2 separate regions of the Mus musculus genome follow, and region 2 is linked to region 1. Evidence: chromatin contacts called from public HiChIP or PLAC-seq data. All regions are on one chromosome and are shown on one strand. The core of a region is the stretch at or near the end of the contact, and the rest is flanking DNA. Distances in the headings are between cores, read along the strand shown.

Evidence for each region. HiChIP or PLAC-seq counts read pairs in DNA pulled down with a chosen protein or histone mark.
Region 2: a contact with region 1 is called in an HNF4G HiChIP or PLAC-seq map of pancreatic cancer cells. The contact joins two enhancer-like sites. A contact is called at or near these places in 1 of 15 datasets of contacts at CTCF or cohesin (the NIH/3T3 cell line), 3 of 484 Hi-C or Micro-C datasets (bone marrow-derived macrophages, natural killer cells and nephron progenitors), 9 of 115 datasets of contacts at active chromatin or transcription factors (bone marrow-derived macrophages, cardiomyocytes, a colorectal cancer cell line and 6 more) and 4 of 9 other capture datasets (adipose tissue, embryonic stem cells, liver and 1 more).

Annotation. Positions count from the first base shown.
Region 1 is chr7:48,916,357-48,920,080 of GRCm38.p6, forward strand. No RefSeq gene overlaps it. Among named protein-coding and RNA genes, the nearest start is that of Gm2788, 37 kb to the left of the region's middle. Within about 2 kb of position 1,370, at least 59 of the 459 cell types and tissues checked have an H3K27ac peak or open chromatin away from gene starts, as enhancers often do. A contact at or near this core is called in a colorectal cancer cell line and pancreatic cancer cells, where this site is marked.
Region 2 is chr7:49,091,365-49,095,302 of GRCm38.p6, forward strand. It overlaps Gm32849 (a long non-coding RNA gene), which reads left to right. Exons shown (of 2, transcript XR_391458.3): 2 at 1-3,938. It also overlaps a transcript of Nav2 not described here. Among named protein-coding and RNA genes, the nearest start is that of Gm32849, 52 kb to the left of the region's middle. Within about 2 kb of position 2,482, at least 69 of the 459 cell types and tissues checked have an H3K27ac peak or open chromatin away from gene starts, as enhancers often do. A contact at or near this core is called in a colorectal cancer cell line and pancreatic cancer cells, where this site is marked.

The DNA of each region.
Region 1 (3,724 bases), core at 120-2,619:
GTGAGATGAAGATTCTCTAGGTGTGAACCTCCTTGGGTCCTTACAAGTGACGAATTAGGTTGTTTGTCTTAATAAACATTTTCTGTTATTAGAAATTGAAAGCTAGCTTTTTACACACACACATACACATATGTATTTCCCCTTTCTATTTCCATTGCCCCCTTGCAGGGTAATAAGCTAAAAAGCATCTAGTGACTGATTTTGGAAACAGAATAGTCAGTCCTGTGAGAACAAGAGGGGAGAGAGAGAGGGAAAGACTTAGCCCGGTGGAGAAAGAAAGACCAGGGGTCTTGGAGACTGTTGAAGTAAAAGTCAAGAAGCTTGTGTGCGGATGTTGCTGACAGAATAAAGGTAGAAAGTTGGTCTCCAAAGGTGACTGAATGGAGCGGGGGATGGGGGGATGTTGGGGAGCTGAGACAGGAGTCACAGAGACTATTAGCCTGTGCGGGTAGGCACACACACATTGTTTTCACATGGCTATACATGTTCATGGTTTATTGCTGCTACAGTCACTGGGTAAGTTGTAAGGGTCTGCCTTTCCCCTTTCTATTTCCATTGCCCTCCTGCAGGGTAATAAGCTTCCATTTCACACGTAGTTTTATTTTTAATCTTATTCTTCTCTGAGGCAGGGCTCTCTCTGTAGCCTATTCTAGCCTCAGACTTTCCGTGCAGTCTAAATTGGGCCACCAGAGCTCCTTCCTCCATTTCCCTGAGTCCTGGATCAAGGCACATCCCATCACTGTGAGTCCCACACACCTTTTGGTACTCAGTTCTTCCACTTCGCCTCTGCCAGCTGAAGCCAGAGCAGGCTTACCTGCTGTGGAATCAGGAGAAGGGAGAGAGTACAGTGTGACTTCCTGTTTGTTTCTGGTCACCATCTCCATTATCCCAGTTGCTCATCACCCCATCCCTCTGTCACCCGGCCAGCCCTCTGACACTCCTTGTTACTCAGGCCTTTTGGCAGTGACCTCTCATGTCAGGAGAGCATTGCAACTCTGGCTTCGTTTTCACCCTCCATTCTCAGAGCAGTCTCAAGACACCACATTTGTTAGCATCCTTCCCAATGCGTGGCTCCATCTCTGAGGGCCTCCCTTTGTGCCTGTCTCAGTGCAGCTCCAGCATCCTCTTTGTCTTGCAGTTCTCTGATTCCTGGTGAGAAACAATTCAGGTCAAGTAATCTCTTAAAATTCCTGGTGTGGTTTCCGCTTCCTGACGTTGCTTTCTTTAATATCCTGTCCAAACTTCACTCTGTTCAAATGAGCCAGTTGAGAAAGGAATGTTAAAGTTAAGAGCAAACTTTGCTCCGAAGGAAGGGTGTGGATGTTTCCGCTTGTCCCCTGGCTCTGGACTGACTCACTGCTGTGCCTGACTTTGACTTACCACATCCCAGCCCCAGAAGATGCCCTGGAGGTCTGGCACCTAGTGGCTGTGCTTTGGGGCTGTGGGTGCTGCCACAGACACAGGCAGAGCTAAAAAGCATCTAGTGACCGATTTTGGAAACAGAATAGTCAGTCCTGTGAGAAGGAGAGGGGAGAGAGAGAGGGAAAGACTTAGCCTGGTTGGAGAAAGAAAGACCAGGGGTCTTGGAGACTGTTGAAGTAAAAGTCAAGACGCTTGTATGCAGATGTCTTGTATGCAGATGTCGCTGACAGAATAAAGGTAAAAAGTTGGTCTCCAAAGGTGACTGAATGGAGCGGGGGATGGGGGGATGTTGGGGAGCTGAGACAGGAGTCACAGAGACTATTAGCCTGGGTACTGAGGGGTGGTTTCAGTCTCTGCCTTACCTGCTGATAATGAAAGGGCCGGCACAATAGGTAGGTCAACACCACTTTCCTGCTCTGATGGTTTCCAAAAGAACTCGCCGCCTCCCTGCTGGGGTATTTCCAGAAGCCTGTTTGAGACCACTCACCATGACCTCCTCTTTCAGATTCAGGATCCCATCCCCCCTCAACCCCCTGCCTTCTGTCTGTCTGCCTCTCCTTTTCTCTTTCCCCTTTCTCCTGTTTTTTCCCCTCTTTCCTTTCTCTCCCACCTGCCTCTCTTACACACACGCGCGCGCGCACGCGTACACACACACACACACACTTCATGCACGAGGCACACTTGGCCTCAGATGAGATGATCCTTTGCAATCTGCCCTTAAGCAGTGGTCCGAACAGACCCACCTAGCCAGGCTTTAAGAGCAGCCCCTGCCTGCCCTCTGATCGTTGGGTGGGTCCCAATATGACCAGTTGGCTTTACTGACTCAAGGGACCAGGTGCTGTTGCCAGCCTGGGAGAAGGCAGGGGCTCTGGTGAAAGGAACTTGTGAGTCACCATTGGGGTGCCTTGTGTAGTCATCTGTGAGTCCAAAAAAAGACGGTTAATGTCTTGACCCAAAATGTGATCATCCTGATTGAAAGAAAACCTCTCCTTTACTTCTTGGGAGACTGTTCAAAAGGAGGCAGGGGTGCATATACTGCAGGAACCAATGTTCTTTGAACTAGACAACTGTGTCATAATGTAAGGGTTACAAGGAAGCTCTCTACTGGTATCCAGGTCCTAGCTTCTCCCGCCATTAAAATCTGTGTCATCAGGGCACCTTCAAAACTTGAAGGAAAATTATTAACATGTTGCTAGTAGTTTCTAAACTCCAGCCTCTGTTCCTATGTTACCATCCTCTTCTGGATTCTATTTGGGATACCACACTGCATGTGGGGGGTCCTGTCTCAGTTTCTGTCTTTCCTTAGCTGTGACACCTTGAGGGATACTAGCATCCCTTAATTTTAGTCTGCCGGTGTTTGTCATTAGACTGTGGGTTACAGATCTGGGAGGAAGACCCCCACACCCGCTTTAGCACAGCTGTGAGTCATACACAGACACTACTAGCTCAACCCATCATGGGTGTTTCTGCATGCAGAGCTCAGGGTCCAGCTCCAAGGATGCTCCTATGACTGTGGATTGCCATTCAGAACAACACTAGAAAGGGGGTGGCTTAGGAATGGAATGAGTAGCATATGTATCAGGAAACAGCCTAGAAGTCATAGCTCTGATAAACTGTATCTCTTCTCTTCTCTGGCACTAGTGAGCAGACCCTCCCAATCTTCTCAGCTTATTTGTGTGGTCATGGTGAGACACCTGACTATGGTGAAACACTTGATGATTCACAGTGTGGCTTCTTGGGTTGGATGCTAGCTTTGATGAAGTTAATCTTAGGTTTCTATTATTCTGAATCTTTCTTCTTTTTCTTCTCTGTGAGTTTAGGATGACGGCATGGTACCTACCTTAGGATGAATTTGGTTTACTCACATAAAAGCACGTGAGAAAGAATTGTGCATAGTAAGTGCTTCACGAACGTCATCCACCTTCCTCAGCATGGTTAATGCTGAGAGCTTTACTGTCCCTGTGGTCATGTGGCTCCCATGCAGGCTGGGCTTGTGAAGGAGCCCAGATATGTGTGGGAGTTTTGATCCAAGAGCCCTTCAGCCAATCAAAAACTTCTGTGAACACTTAACATATTGCATTCTTACTTGTGCTGGCTAGACTGTTAGACTAAATAAAAACAAACCAAGAAAACTCTCCATACAAAAAGCACAACTCCTTTGGGAAAATATGGTCGTGGCAAGTCTGTTCCTATGGGTTGGAATATCATCAACTAAAATCTCCAGAAGACTGTGCAGAGCCTGTCATTGTAGAGTGTGTGCTGTTCGTATTTGATGGGGCACTGGCTTCAGGGGCAGGCAGCT
Region 2 (3,938 bases), core at 1,232-3,731, 180 kb after region 1:
GCTGCTTCCCATCCCAAGCTGGTGCTGGCAGGAGACAGAGGTGTGGGTCTCCAGGGAGCAGAGACTGCCGCTGCCGAGTTTCATTAATCATCTGCTAATTGTGGCAAATGGGATTTTACAGTTCCCCAGGCCCTCCCCATGAGCTATGGCTGTACCTCAGGGGCAGAGGCGGGGAATTGCAGGTCAGCCACAGGAATCCCTTCAAGACCCCCTGGCTTGCGCAGAATGCTCTCTATGTGACTCTTGGAAGGAGGGGTGGAATCCTTGCCTTTCTTTCTGCCAGGCCCTAGTCACATCCTCAGTGTAAGTCAATCACACTGCTTGTCAGCAAGCCCGTGGCCAAAAGGGTGACTGGGTGACTCAACTGACTCTCTAAGTGGCACATAATCCCTTCTGAAGGTTTGCTGCTCAGGACCCAGCCTAGGTTACCAAGCCTCATAGACCAAAGCCCTGAATCTACTGAAAAGGAGGAGTTGCTTGCTAGCTGTGGCCGCTTGGTCTCTGGGTCTCTACTTCCTCACCTGTCATGTTTGAGAATATTATATTCCCCTCTCTGGGAAACAGAATACTGAAACTAAACTGCATCCATCCCAGCGTGCCTGGCTGAGGATGCTTTTCAGCATCCATTCCTAAGGGTTTCCTCACCCGCCTAGCTCTCCTCCACCCTTGCTTTTCATGTGATGGTGGGCACAGCTTTACTTAGAACAATGAGAACATGGCTGGGCTCCATACTTTGCTCTGCTCTCTACCACACCCTGCAGGCAGGCCCTCCAGATTGAGTAAGGGCAGGGACCAGGGATAGAAATCTCCTATCTGAAGGCGTCCTAGCAACGATGCAAACCTGGGGCTGTTCTGCCCAGCCTTGTGCTTAGGGGTCAGCTCAAGTATTCCTTTCTCTTTGTCCACTACCATCTGGTCGTTTTGATCAAGAGCCCCAGCCAACTGTCACCTCTCTCACCCCTGTTATATAAGGCACAGTGAGGCAGGGATAAAGCTGGGATTTCAGTGTTTGTAAAGTACCCTCCTCACTGAATGGTTTGGATAACCACGCTCTCTCTTGGGCCCCAGTTCCCTAGTCTGGTGAGTGAGGTCTCCTTCACAGAACAGTCTCAGAGTGTCCTGGGACTTGGGAACATGCAGGATCCTCAGTTCAAGTGGACAGTACAATCCAGACACAGTCACGCAGCGGCCCAGGGAGGCTACAGGTAATGCTATAGCAGACTCTCACAAAGGCCTGCCTCTCCCTCTGCAGTCTCCATACCCACGCCTCACCCTTGCAATAAAGTGAGAACTGGTCCAGAGTGCTCCTGTTTCTTTGATTAAAGGAGTGTGGCCTCCAGAGGCTTCTAATTGGCTGATGAATGATGGAGAGAATGCGGCTTCTTTCTCATGAAGCTGACAGGGTTCATCAGGAAGGGGACATCCACAGTGCTGACGCCAGCTTCTTGCCTTCCTCACAGCTGGGGTGTCCCTAGCTATCCAGGCCCTGTCAGGAACCCCTGAGACCCCCAGCTTCTCACAGTGTATGCCTGGCCTCTGACAGACACTGTCAGCCATTCACAACCACAGCCATTGATTTTAGGCAGAGAATACCTTCTGTTTCCTTAAGGCAGTTTCCCTGAATCGGAGAAAAATTATGAAACATCTGATGAGGGAGTTGTGTGTTGTTGTGGTTTTGTTTTGTTTTTTGAAGACAGGAGAGTGATGATCTGCATGCTACTTCATGATAATCCCCTAATGGTGACAAGATCAGGGTCACAGCTGACCAAGGTGGTGCATGCTTTCAATGCCAGCATCCAAGAGGCTGAGGCAAGAAGAGGACCGCCATGGGTGACACATAATGAGTACCAGGCCAGCCAGAGTAAAAATAGAGATTGGCTGTCTTCTGGCTACTTAACCATATCCATGTAAATGAATTCAACCAACCCACCCCTGGGGTCTCACTGTTTACCGTCCGGGTGTGCATTTATTCTTACTGTCTTTTATGAATGTAACGCTCCTTGCAGAAAGATGTTAGAATGCAGTTTTCGTGAGAAAAACTGAAGCCTGGGAAGGTCAGCCCCTTGTCCACAGGTTTTTGGGCTCCAAAGCCTATTGGACCTGTGTCACTCTGTAGGCTGTCACCCTGAGCTTGAGGTAGAGACAACCTTAAAGTGCTGTCCACTGTCCCCTATGAACTAATACACCCTCTCAAACACAAAGGTAACAGTGGCCAAGTCACACCCAGGCCACAGTCCTCCTTGAGCCCACACACACTTCTGACCAGTGGAAACCACCTCATGCCTGCCCTCCAGTGCTTTCAGACATCCTCCTTTCTCACACGGGCTCAGGCTGTTCCCGCTACCAGGAAGGAAGCAGCCTCCTGTGATGTGAGAGCCACGCATGGGGTCTGAGTCAGGCTCACACGGATCTGTATCTGAGCTCTGCCCTTCCTCACCTCTTGAACTGCTAAAGTTCCCTTCCCCAGAAAATGGAGACATGCCAGGACCTTGTTGCTTGATGAGTCAGAACTCTGGCCCTGCCCTGTCTCCACCTGAAACCAGTCTTCTCTGACTCAGTGGTTAACACATCCACCACACTTGGAGCCACCTCCCATGTCCCTTCCTCTCAAGACCCGTAAGGGCGAAGGCCCCACACTGACCTAATGCTAGATTGTATGTTTGGCAAAGCTTAGACACGGTCTATGGAACAATTTTTCTTCAGGGCTCCAATCCTCACCTGCTTCCTCCTGTAGCATCCTAACTCTCTGCATCCATGTCTCCCTGCTTCATTCTCAGCCTACCATATTCACCTCCCTGGGCCCTGCAGCAGTCTATGTTCTCTCTGTCTGGATCCCTCTGCCATACCACTATGTTCTGATCTTCTCCTGGAGAGCTTCTACACTTCATATAGTTTAACATGTAACTCAGGCCTCCTGTGCTCCCTAAGAAAGTTTGTAGACACCCCAGGCCGACCAGATCCCTACCTCCATGTTTGCATAGTCTCAAGACTGCCTTCTTGCCCAGACCCCACCACATAGTACTTACTGTCTTTGCCTACCTATCTACCTCTCCTGTTTGGCTGTGACCCCAAGGACTGGGCCACCTCTAAGTGGAGACTTTCTTGGCTCTTTGGAGCATCTGCCCATTAGGACAAGCACCTTCTGTGAACAGGGTGTGTGTTGGCTACTGTTACCTATGTGGTCCAGACAGTGTGTTAGTTTGTAAGGGGACAACGCTTCAAGGCTGTGTCTACATTTATATGTACATTTTCTGCTTCAAGTTCAAACCTTGTTCATCAGCACAGCAATTAAAGGCAGCGCCAAATGACAGATGGCCCGGCACTGAGCCTGAACCTTGGCTCCACAGCAGGCCTGGAGTAGGGCAGACATGTCTGGCATGGTAGATGCTTTCATTGATCTAGAGTCCATCTCTAAGGGTGCTGCTGTGGAGCCAGCAGGATGACATCAGTGCCAGCAGTGGGGGTTGGGCCTAAAAGGGCCCATGTCACAGTCCCCTAGGATGACTGGGCAAAGTAGACCATCTCTATTCTAATATGGAGACTTTTTGTTTTATGTTGTGTTATAATAGTTAATTTAATTTTATCTGAAATTTATGGTAGGAGGTTCCAGAATCCTACCTTCCAAGTTTCTTCAACATTAAGAATACCCCCACCCTCAGACAACAGCATCCTGACAGTTCCACAGACAGTTCTGGATTTTCATAGTTATTACTCAAAATCGTCATGTCTAGGTTCTTGGGCATCATTTAGCAGGCAATTAAGATATTAGTGTCTGGCATTATGTAAGAACAGTGTTGGTTGACATGATTCTATGTAAAAGACTACAGTGATACCTTCCCTACTTCCTGTTCGCCCCTCCCCGCTTCCTATTAGCCTCTCCCAATTTCATGTTAGCCCTTCCCCGTTTCATGTTAGCCCCTCTCCATTTCCTGTTAGCC